Linked DNA regions of Mus musculus: regions 1, 2 and 3 are each linked to region 4. Evidence: chromatin contacts called from public HiCAR-type and promoter capture Hi-C data. All regions are on one chromosome and are shown on one strand. Each heading gives the region's core, a stretch centred on a gene start, on an enhancer-like site or on the middle of the called end of the contact. The rest is flanking DNA. Distances are from core to core; before and after follow the strand shown. Region 1 holds the start of Gpr37 (G protein-coupled receptor 37). Region 2 overlaps Cadps2 (Ca2+-dependent activator protein for secretion 2). Region 3 holds the start of 4930554P06Rik (RIKEN cDNA 4930554P06 gene). Region 4 holds the start of Iqub (IQ motif and ubiquitin domain containing).

Region 1 (2,755 bases), core at 155-2,654, 1.2 Mb after region 4:
AGATCTCTGGGTTCCGTTTTCACACTGTGCTCCTGCCTGCTCTGGGGAATCCCATCGCGCTTGGAACTCATCTCTCCCCCCTCCGATGTCGGAAAGAAGAGTTGGGGATCCGTGGGGTCCCTTCTCCTCAAATGCCCGGATGGTTCTTTACCCTGGGCACTTTTCCATCTCCAGGCACTTGGTGGCTTGGTTGGAGGTCCCAAGGGCCCAGCAGCCGCCGCTTCTTCAATCACACCTGTGTCACCGCCCCTGGGTGGTGGGAGGTCCCAAGAGGTCGCCCCTCTCACCTCTGCTTCCAGTTTCTCTCTGGGCACATGGACTCGCAGAGCGTCTTTTGCCGAATTCCCAGGTCCACGGGCATCCCTGCTGCGGCGTTGGATCAGTGGGGAACAGCTCTCCCCCAGACAAGTTCCATTCCTGGGCTCAGGGACAAAGCTCAGGGCAGCAGAGACAGAAACCTTAAACAGCAGAAGGAGCAGCAGCCGCGATGTGCGCGAGAGAGGCGCGCCCCGGGCTGGCATGGCTCGGCGAGGGCGCACCTACTAGCCTGGCTCTAGCTTAGCACCGACACCTGCTGCCAAACTTGGTGCAGAGAGTTAGGCACATGTCACATACTCACCGCTGGGTAGAGGATGGGAGCAGAAGATTGCTGGGAGGGAACAGGGCGCTTGGGGAAGGACGGTGTCATCAACACATCCCTACAATCCTTCCACGTTTCATGTTCTGAGCATTTCCCAGCCAAATCTAATCCAAGCTCGGTGCACCCGAAGGTTCCCAGGGAAATAACAGATCCAAGAGGCTGACCTTGAAAAGTTGCGAACACCACCTGATTGTTCCCTAATGTTGCGACTGGGCGCAGCCTGGAGGAAGCCCCGCGCTCCTCCCAGCCTTTGGGTGGTGGCTGTCTTCTTGGTAACAGTTGCTCTGCTATTTACATCCTTTCCATACTGCTTTATCCAGTCGCTAGTAGAGGTCTCTAGAGAAAAAGAAAAACAAGTCCGCTCCACTAGGGGACTGGCTGTCACAATCCCACTCTCGGCTGGCGGGGGGGTGGGGGGTGGGGACCCTTGCAAACAAGGCACCACCGGAGCACAGAGGAAACTCTTGCTTCGTTTAACTCCGACGACTTTCAAAGGGACTGTTGCCAAGGAGAAGCCAGATTCGAAACCCGCGGCCACTGTCAAAGTTGCTGCTCCTTCAGTTCAAAGTTGACAAGTGGATGGCGCCAGCGGCTGCGCCTAGTGCACGGGCTGAGAAGGCGTGGAGTGGAGCGAGAGGGAGGAGAGGGCGCTGCTGTTTTGTGCACAGTGCTGTGGGCTGCAGGAGCTTGTCACTGCCACCACCATCGCAACCCGGGTGGAGAGCGTGGTGCCTGGAACCGCTGCTGGCGGGCGGAGCGGTGCATGGTGGACAGGGGAGGTGGCCCGGCCTCTCCCAGCGGCTCAGCCACTGCGCGGGCTTCACTCCAGGTCGCCTCCCTCTCGTCCTCCTTCTAGCAGAGCATCTGGTTTGTGGAGAGACGGGATCCCCTGGTGGTTTTACCACACACTAAACCCACACACGTTTCATTCAAGGCGTTCGCAGTAGCTTTCAATAGGAAGCTAGGAGCGACCCGGGAACAAGGGCGGAGGCGCCGAATCTGCACGGCTAAAGGCAAGGAGGACGTGAACTCCATGGGTTATTGCCCTAGATAGTCCAACCAACCCGACCTAATCTGTCACCACTAAGGAGGGGGTTGGATCTCAGGACCCCCGGTGCAGGCGGGGATCCCTGGAGGAGAAGGTAGAAAGGGCAAGCCTCTTGAGATCTGCAACAATTGGTAGCAACTGGTGCGCATGCTCAGGCTTCAGACTCCCCAGGGAATAGTGACACATTCACAGTCTTAGATTCCCCAGAGCAGAGTCAGAAAAGAAACAGACTTCATTGGTTTCATTCACTCGGTAAGAGAGTAGATTGTAAGGTAAGAAGGATCCAGGTGTCCCGTTACCTTTAACATTGACTTTGAAAGCATCCTACCAGGAGGTGGAGTTAGAGCTGATCACAGGGAGCAGGAGGAACGCAGCAACCTTGATATGTTCAGAACTGAGAACTGAGGAGGACCGAACTCCCATCACGATGCCCATGCCTTTCCAATTTTTATATACACACAACCCCGTGTAGCAATCTTGGTATAGCTGAGAAAACAGACAAATATCGGACCAAATTTTTAAAAGGGGAAGAAATAAACATGTGAGATAGAGACAAAGGCAACAACAGAAGAATTATCTAAGGGCACAATAGAAAATACAGTAAAAATACAATTGCAGTAAAGAGCCTCAAACTATCTACGTCCTAAGCACTGTCATTTGTGAATATGTGTTTACATAGCAAAAGGAACTCTACAGTGAGACTTACTTAAATATCTGGAGATGAAAAGAGTGTCACGGGTTATAAATTTGTGCACACACAAGGGACCCAAGAAGAAAAAGGTAGAGAGAGATGAGAGGGTAGTAGACTATGAAAATCTTTATAATTTTTTTTCTTGTGTTGAGGTTCAAATGGGCAGATGCACAGACACCAGACATAACAACAAAACTGACAAGGGTCAAAAAAAACAAAAAACTATTTTGGAAAAAGTTAGACAAAAATTAAAATACGGGATTTCACCAAAGGTTAAGTGTCAAATGACATGTCACAGGGAGGTAGTGTTCAGCACCAGCTTGTTGGATGACTGAAAATGGAAACAGATAAAATTACTCTTCTTTTAAAGTAGAAA
Region 2 (2,700 bases), core at 199-2,698, 1.1 Mb before region 4:
GTGAAGGGCACAGTATCGCAAGACACAGAGCAGCTGAGAATCTCCCGGAAGGACAGCAAGCTTACCGAGCACATTCTTACAGCATGTGGGTGATCACTCCCTCAGTTGCCTCAATAGAAACTGTCCTTCAGTTCCCCCAAGGAGCATCCTCGGAAGACAGAGACAACAAAGAGGCTCATCTGAGGTCCAGGAGGTGTGAAGAGGAGGGTGAAACACTATAAGAGGGGAGCGCAGAATCTAAGTTCCAACTCCATGGTCTTGGCTTCTAGATGGGTCTCTTCCTCAGAGCAACGGTATTCTCTTCAAATAGTTCAGATGAACTCTTGTGAACAGAGCAAGATAATCATCTGCTTACTAGAGAGACTGAGTGTAGGAGTTCTGCCTTGGTACTGCTGTCAGAGCTGAGAAAATGCAAGGACTGTGAAGTTCCCTACGCCATTAGTTTTTGTTTGTTTGTTTGTTTGTTTGTTTTTTCTAACTGTAAACAGAGATTCTGAATGGTCTCCCAGATGCTTGAAAGTTTATCCAGGTGATCAATTTATCAAATACACATCACAGGTCTTTTAATAAGTGTAAATGTAGTCCAGAGATATTAGGAAACACTGTTAGCCGGGGCCTAGCAAACACAGAAGTGGATGTTCACAGTCAGCTATTGGATGGATCACAGGGCCCCCAATGGAGGAGCTAGAGAAAGTATCCAAGGAGCTAAAGGGATTTGCAACCCTATAGGTGGAACAACAATATGAACTAACCAGTACCCCAGAGCTCTCGACTCTAGCTGCATATGTATCAAAAGATGGCCTAGTCGGCCATCACTGGAAAGAGAGGTCCGTTGGACTTGCAAACTTTATATGCCCCAGTACAGGGGAACGCCAGGGCCAAAAAGGGGGAGTGGGGAGGGGTGGGTATGGGGGACCTTTGGGATAGCATTGGAAATGTAAACGAGGAAAATACCTAATAAAAAAATTAAAAAAAAAAAGAAGTGTTATCATGAATTACAGATCATGTCTCTGACACTATCACATGAAGAGAGGTTTTGCAAATAAATGGCTAATTTATCTACATGATAGAAAACAAAAGATTTGTCTCAAATTTTACCTGATCACATGTTTTGGAGCGGGGTTGGGGAAGGGTGGTGCCCACCAGGAACTGTTGCAGCTCATATGCATACAGCTGTATATTTATGGACAGGGAGATTTGCTTGTCTTCAGAGTCTACATATTGAAACCAACAGAAGACTTTCACTCCCCCGAAGCCAGATATTTTGCACATTATTCCAAGCATATATTGTAAAATAAACACTAAAAAACATTTCAGCATTCGTTCCAATGTGTTGGCTACCAAATGTCAGTAAGCAAGCCAATCTCTGAAGGAGAGGGTGTGGAAAGTCACCCTGCCGGGCACCAGGAGCCTTGGATTCCGCAGCCCAACAGGCTGGAGAATGGCCTGAGAAGCTGCGTGGCCAAGCACTGGTAGGTGGTTGCTGCTGCTCTAGCTCTGGAGAGCGTCGTGTGAGAAACACTGTTTTAATTTATAGCTAATCAGAAATTTAAAAACCTCAGCTACTTCAAAACATATAAAAGGCATTTTATCTAAAACTATATAATTAGAGTTACAGATAGAACAATGGGAAACTTTTCAAACTGAAATAAATCAAACATTTTTTCTCCTCCTTTTCTTTTTGTCCTTTAAATTTGAAAACAGTGCCCCCAAGTGGCTAGAAGTATTTCCTACAAGAACGGAGACACCTCACAGGCTATAATGCTGGACTTAGGGTTTGGCCCAGAGCATATGTAGTACAAATTAATTATAAATGTCTTTTAGCTTGCCACAAATATTTTTAAAAAAGTTGCGCCACTTTTGCTCTCATTGTTTACATTATAAAACATGAACACAAGGCCTATTGATCCTCAAATCTCATTTCACTCTTAAATCTTATGAGGTCTGACATAACCTGGCATTAGGTAACCACAGGCTATATGAAATAAAATAGAATAAAAGGAAATAAACACCAGAGAAAATGATGGTATTCTCTATTCCTTCATTTGTGTCACAAAAATAATCCTAAAATTTATGATGTTGTTGTAATATAACTAGGTGAAGGTTCATAAGGAAAAACGCCTCCCACTTAAATAGTGGGTATAGCATGCAAGGATAGCATGCACTTAAATAGTCGATAGCATGCAAGGGCGTGGTTCAGTATATGGCTATACACCCACTTCCCGATACAAGGAACTAATAGTAGTTTCTTTGTGCCAACATCTAGAAGAATTCTTTGAAAGAAAACACAAAACAATTCCTGGGTATAACCAATATCTTTATTGATATGTAAAAATAATTTTTACACAAAACATTGATAAAGAGGGTTTTTCTCCTGGTAGGTGGTGGCGTATAATCACAACTTTTAGAAGATGGGGGAAGGGAGGATAATGAGGTAGCGGGCAACCTGAGCCACACAGTGAGTCTGCGACCAGCCTGGGCTACAAACCAAGATCCAGTCTCAACAACAAACAAACAAGCAAACAAACAGCACTTCAAACAGTCCGAACTGCGTCAGCAGTGTAGACCAGGAAGAGACACTTGGCACTTAAAGGTTTAATATTGACTAGACCCTTTAAAAATAATTGCTTAGCTAAATATTTATGTTCTTGTGTCTACCTGCCTTCAGCTAGCATTGATTTATCTGTCTGTTTGCTTTTC
Region 3 (2,786 bases), core at 108-2,607, 1.3 Mb before region 4:
ATTCATTTTTAATTCCGCATTTCCGTTAACTATGATTTCAAATCACTTATCATTGTGTCTGTGGATTGTAATGAGTTTCTCTTTGAAAATCTTTTTCTTTTCCTCACAATGTCTCTAGGCTGCAATTTACGAATTTGCCACTGGGTGGCACCAAATTTTACCTTTTTGTTTTTCCTTTGAACTTGGTACACAGTTGTAAATATTTAAGTTGTAGGAGTTAGTCAAGAATTAATTACTTTAATCGGGTAAAGCTGTACGCTAATCCCTATGTCAATGCTAAAGAACCAACCCTTGCACCATAGATTTGTAACAGAAGAAACAGCTGACGTGCCATAAGGGTTTATTACAGTTCAAAAGAGCTAGCTCAAGTTGCGTGCAGCATTGATGGGTACTTAAACCTGAAATTCGATTAACCCAAAAGAAACTGTTCAAATATGCTAAGTCACAACAAACATTAAGGAACCCATAACACAGATACCAAACATAACTCAGATGGGTTCCGGTTACATGCATCCATTTGAAGAAGATCTGAAGCTTACAAAAGCCACGTGCTTTCTTGGATAATCGGCTCCGGGTGTTCATATTGAGGTTCTACGCTCTTGACAGGATTTTTTTTTTTTTTTTGCGGGCTTTCCCAGGGCTATGAAGCTATCTTTTGATCTTCATATCAAAGGTAGTGAACATCTAAGATGCGGTTGTCCTTGGCTCGGGCTTCCTCTTTTCTCTGATAGCAATTTACACGTGCAGTCCCAACTGTATTTTATAATCCGCTGTCTGTAGGTTGCTGTCTCCTCATATACCAAACAAGTAAGAGCATGGGAGAAAGTGAGGGCGGGGTTCAAAACAAGTAGGCAAGAGAAAAGAGTCTTGCTGGACAGTTACTCTGCCTGTTTCTTAGACCAAAGATATTGAAATTACGGTCGAAGGCTGTGAGTTACTTACACTGAGGAGTTGGTCCACTGTCAGGCCTCATTGACTTTGCCTTGAACGTAGCCGCAGTATCTGGTCGTTCATTTTCCACTCCCGTGCTGTAACCCTTCATAAGCCTCTGTCCTTTCATCGATGGCCTCAGAACTCCTCTTACTTCTACCATATTGCTGCCTTCAATCGACTCAGAAGAGCTGACTCTTAGCCAGTGTGATGTCTCACTGCCGTTCAAAGGCCTCTATGATCAGGGAAATTTGTGACATTTTAGGTTACATCTACATAATTTCTTACTGCCCATAAGAATGTATGTATGTATCCATGCTCAAAATAATGAATTCCATCCTGTCTAAAATGGACACATTAGTAGAATTAGTAGAAAACCAACTACCTTCTTACAGCAACCTCTATCACTGAGAGCTGGGTGTGAATGTACCACGTCCACAGATGATGTCACAATATCATAGACTTCTGTAAATTCCTTGACTGGCCTAACTTTCATCTTTGAGCATCTCAACAGCTCACTCTGCAAGGACTCACCTCACTTTTAAAATTAGCACAGCAGTTCTCTGAACAACTCTGAGTCCCCAAGATAAGCCTATAGGATTTGTTTCAGAAAATATTAAAATAATACTCGGTGATCATAAGTATGCTTGCATGCGTGTGGGCGTACATATGTAGGTAAAGCTCTTGAAGTAGAATCGCTGTGCACTATAGGATGTAAGAGGCGTGTATTAGTTGTTTGCTTCTGTTTTCCTAGTTGTCTTGCCTTGGTTCTACTCTTCTTGTGAGGAATGCCATCATGCCCCAGTCCTCCTTAGATGTGACAGTGCTTTGACATGATCTATGTGTCCCCTGGTCACAGCACAGGTTATCTGTGTCTTACAGATCAGACAAATTCATCTCAAGAGCTATGGCAACCTAACCGATTTGACATACTTAATAAGTACACATGAAACTCGAACCCAAGTCCCCGGAACTCCAGAAGCTACAATGGATATACCCTGCTGTGGTTTCACATGTCAATTATACAAATATAAACATTGTTTCTATGGAGAACTACCTGAAGATGGAATGCCACTCCAAGATCTAGATTCTGGTTAGCCAGCTGATTCCTCTGTCAAAACCAAGGTTGAATCCATCCCAGGAGTCAGTCCTTCCTAAGAGGTTGAATTTGGATTCTGCAGGGAAGCACAGGCTACTTGCTTCGCATTTTATTTTTAATTGAGAACACCAGAGACATCAGAATGTGTCCGGTCACAGACAGCACTTTCAGTGAGGTGCTTTTGTTTATGGGAGAATTAGTTGTAATTCAAGGGAGAAGAAAACCCAAGCAACAGAAATGTGTGCTTATTTAGGCCAGAAAACGAGTTTGAGACTACTGACATCATAATTACTAATATTATTATCACTCCACTTTGTAGAGAAAAATACTAAGTTTCTAGTAACCTGCAAGGTAAAGATAGGGTCATGATTAATTCTAAGTGCCTTCTTGTCTTGTCCCAGAGAGACTAGAGTCCACAATAACCTGCCCTTCTGTATGCTTTAGCTGCCTTCTCTCTTTCCATGTCACCAAGGTCACAGCTTGACAAATTTATCTCTGAACTTGGAAGTTTTATTGGTGAGTCTCTCAGACAAAAATATTTTGTCCTAATGCATTCTTTCTTTTTTTAACTCTTGAGGGTAACTTTATTAAAGTTTAGGAGAGAGAAAAATAGACCCTAGGGCAGGCAATCTGTAAGTTGCTGCAACCACCCAGGGGAGGCGAATGGAGGAGAAGAAAAAGAACCATGCCATTTGAGCTGCCAGCATGGAGACCCACCACATAGTGGCAGACAACCCTGTGTTGAAGAGGCAGGCTT
Region 4 (2,700 bases), core at 95-2,594:
GAAAAGACACAAAGATCTCCATTAAAGTCCATAAATAAAATTCTTTTCTTAAAATTTGACACTGTATTCCAGCCCTTTGATATTTGTGTGGAGGGAAGGTCTGAAATGGTTTTAAGATGTTTACAATTCAGTGTTTCATTGTTAAAGTATGCGGTGGTTTGAGGAAGAATGGCCCCTATAGGCTCATATAGTTGAATCCTTAGTCACCAGGGAGTGGAACGCTTTGATAGGATTAGAAGGATTTGGAGGTATGACCTTGTCAGAGGGTATGTCACTGGGGGTGGGCTTTGAGGTGTCAAAAGCTCATGCCTCTCTGCCCACCACCCTCTTTCTCCCTGGGGACCAGGATGTAGTACTCTCAGCTATTGCTCTAGTACCAGGCCTGTATGCTCACCCACCATGATGAGAAGGGACTAACTTACTAAGTGTAAGCAAGCCTCCAATTAAGTGCTTTCTTTTCTAGGAGTTGGCTTGGTCATGGTGTCTCCTCAAAGCAATAGAACAATAACAAAGACAGAGTGTCACGCTATTGGATGGAGGTATGGACCTCTTGGCACAGCATCTCATTATGCATCCCAGACTGGCCTTAAACTTGCCATCCTCCTGCCTCATCTCCCCAGTGCTAAGGGCATGCATCTCCAAGGATGCTGAATTTCCTTCATTTTTATATATTATCCATTCAAATATGTTTCAGTCTTTATTTTACTTTTAAAATAAAACTCAGTGGCTATTAAGATTGTATATAAAAAGTCTGCCACTTCATTTCTTCCCATTAAAGCCTGCTACATGTAGAATACTGGTAAGACAGAGATTCTGTCTTGTCTTTTATTTTATAGGCCTACTGAAGTTTTTGTTAGTAGGTAAGACAATGACTGGAGGAAAGCAGCATTCCTGGTAAGGAAAGTCTAAAGGCTGAATTCCCTGCAGACTGGAAATGGTGTCCATAGACCAGTACCAGATGCGGGCACTCTCCTCTCCTTAGCACCCAGGAGGCGGGGTGGTGTAAACCTCCCAGAGTGATCTTGTTGATTCAAGATACCATATCAGTGGGGAGGGGGGTAACTAGAGAAGGGTCAAAAGCGGTGTGATGCTTTGTAAGTTTTCTGTTTTTAAGTAAAGTTAAGGAGCACTGTCCTCTGACCAGAGAGCCCTGTATCCAAGAGAGATCGGCACCCCTGCAAGGCCTAGCATGCCAGGCTCACCCCCAGTTAGAACCAGCAGCCATCTAGGAAAGGGCTGCCAAACGTGTCCTCTTACCTGTTCAAGAAATAGCTATCACAGACCAAGAGGCTTCACCAGTCCTCGGAAGCAGCTCCTTTCTGCTTAGATGTTCTGTTGCTGGCGTATCCTAGCAACTGCCAGCTTCCTCTGCCAGGGCACCGCCCCCGCGCAGTGGGAAAGGAAACAGCCAGCAAGAGCAAAAGCAGAGGAGCCAGAAGTAGAGATTGTTTGGCGCCAGGAACTGAGACCTAAAGATTATTCCAAGTTAACCTTTCTCCGGGAGTTCTCTCACACTTCTGAAAAGGCAGTCCTGTAAACAGTCTAAGCTCACGGGTTACCTTCTTTTAAAAATGCAAATGTGAACACTGAGAGACAGGGATTATAAAGGAACACAACTGTGTGCTACCTAAGTTCTTTTGTCCAGTTAAGATCTTTCCTTTAGCTTCCTGGCAGCCAGAAAGAACAGGAAGAATTAATAACTACTCTGCTTTTATAAGTCAGGAGAAGCAAAGCTTTTTCTATCACCACGTTCTTTAGTCTTAAAATCAGTTTTAGAGAAAGGATCAAATATGTTCCCTGCACAAATTTCATGTGGTTATCTCACAATAACAGCAAAGGTTTAGTAATATCATTAAGCATAGCACCGTATCTGTATTTCGAATAGCCAATGCAATGATTCTATTGAAGGATTGCTATTAGCACTGCCATACTATTTAAAAAAAAAAATGAAACACACAAAGATTAAATGAGAGCCAGTATTAAAATCCAATCTGAATCGAGAGCCCAGATTTTTTAAAACCCTTACTATGTGCTATGTTTAACATCCTTTGATATTTAAAGAGCTTAATGAAATTAAAAAACGTGTTATAAAGTCCATTCCCCTCATTATAAAAGCCGTTGCCTTCTTTATACCTTGTTGCTACAAATCCACTCTCATCAATTTGCTGACATCACTTTCCCACCCCATCACTTTCAAAGGCTTATCATTCATTATTCTCCTGTTAGGGGCAGTATGCAAACACCAGGGTTAGGAATAGAGGCAGCAGAAAAATTCATATTCTTTCCACTGCTAAATGTAGCTTGATACCCACCACCTGTCTTAATAACTTACTGATAATGTACTACAAACTTAGCTTTATAGAATGTACTTTTCTTAGATGGTCTATCTACATAGGTTACTTGGATAGGTTACTAACACATCAAAGGCACACACACACACACACACACACTTTCTATCTCACAAATACATAAACGTGCTTGGCTATAAAAATGTCGATGTCCCCTGAATGAAAACAGCAATAGAAAAATAGTATTAATCAGAAAATAAAAACAAATCCATGCTTTTTTTTTATCCAATTTTACTTTTTATCCTAAATCTATGCCCTTGCTTAGGTCTTGTTCAAAATGTCATCTTGCACTTAGTCATAGGCTGTTCCTTTTAATGTGCTTCCACTTTTACAAAGTCGCCACCTAGTGGCT

The links. Promoter capture Hi-C pulls out the DNA fragments that hold promoters and counts their contacts. HiCAR-type assays count read pairs that join an accessible place to other places.
Region 1: a HiCAR-type map of astrocytes shows a contact between it and region 4, with 3 times the contacts expected there. The contact joins the promoter of Gpr37 here to the promoter of Iqub in region 4. A contact is called at or near these places in 3 of 39 promoter capture datasets (the 3T3-L1 cell line, cranial neural crest and liver), 1 of 115 datasets of contacts at active chromatin or transcription factors (astrocytes) and 1 of 9 other capture datasets (embryonic stem cells).
Region 2: a promoter capture Hi-C map of second pharyngeal arch cranial neural crest shows a contact between it and region 4, with 5 times the contacts expected there. The contact joins the enhancer-like site here to the promoter of Iqub in region 4. A contact is called at or near these places in 7 of 39 promoter capture datasets (the 3T3-L1 cell line, cranial neural crest, embryonic stem cells and 3 more) and 1 of 115 datasets of contacts at active chromatin or transcription factors (astrocytes).
Region 3: a HiCAR-type map of astrocytes shows a contact between it and region 4, with 8 times the contacts expected there. The contact joins the promoter of 4930554P06Rik here to the promoter of Iqub in region 4. A contact is called at or near these places in 11 of 39 promoter capture datasets (the 3T3-L1 cell line, 3T3-L1-derived adipocytes, cranial neural crest and 7 more), 3 of 484 Hi-C or Micro-C datasets (cerebellar granule neurons and cortical neurons) and 1 of 115 datasets of contacts at active chromatin or transcription factors (astrocytes).

The regions. Positions count from the first base shown.
Region 1 is chr6:25,688,576-25,691,330 of GRCm38.p6, forward strand. Gpr37 (G protein-coupled receptor 37) reads right to left here and starts at 1,405. Exons shown (of 2, transcript NM_010338.2): 1 at 1-1,405. The coding sequence starts at 521.
Region 2 is chr6:23,461,348-23,464,047 of GRCm38.p6, forward strand. All of the region lies in intron 8 of Cadps2 (Ca2+-dependent activator protein for secretion 2), which reads right to left. Among named protein-coding and RNA genes, the nearest start is that of Gm38775, 110 kb to the right of the region's middle. Within about 2 kb of position 1,449, at least 5 of the 459 cell types and tissues checked have an H3K27ac peak or open chromatin away from gene starts, as enhancers often do. A contact at or near this core is called in second pharyngeal arch cranial neural crest, where this site is marked.
Region 3 is chr6:23,180,158-23,182,943 of GRCm38.p6, forward strand. 4930554P06Rik (RIKEN cDNA 4930554P06 gene) reads right to left here and starts at 1,358. Exons shown (of 2, transcript NR_167898.1): 1 at 1,316-1,358; 2 at 324-1,165.
Region 4 is chr6:24,513,723-24,516,422 of GRCm38.p6, forward strand. It overlaps Iqub (IQ motif and ubiquitin domain containing), which reads right to left and starts at 1,345. Exons shown (of 13, transcript NM_172535.3): 1 at 1,258-1,345.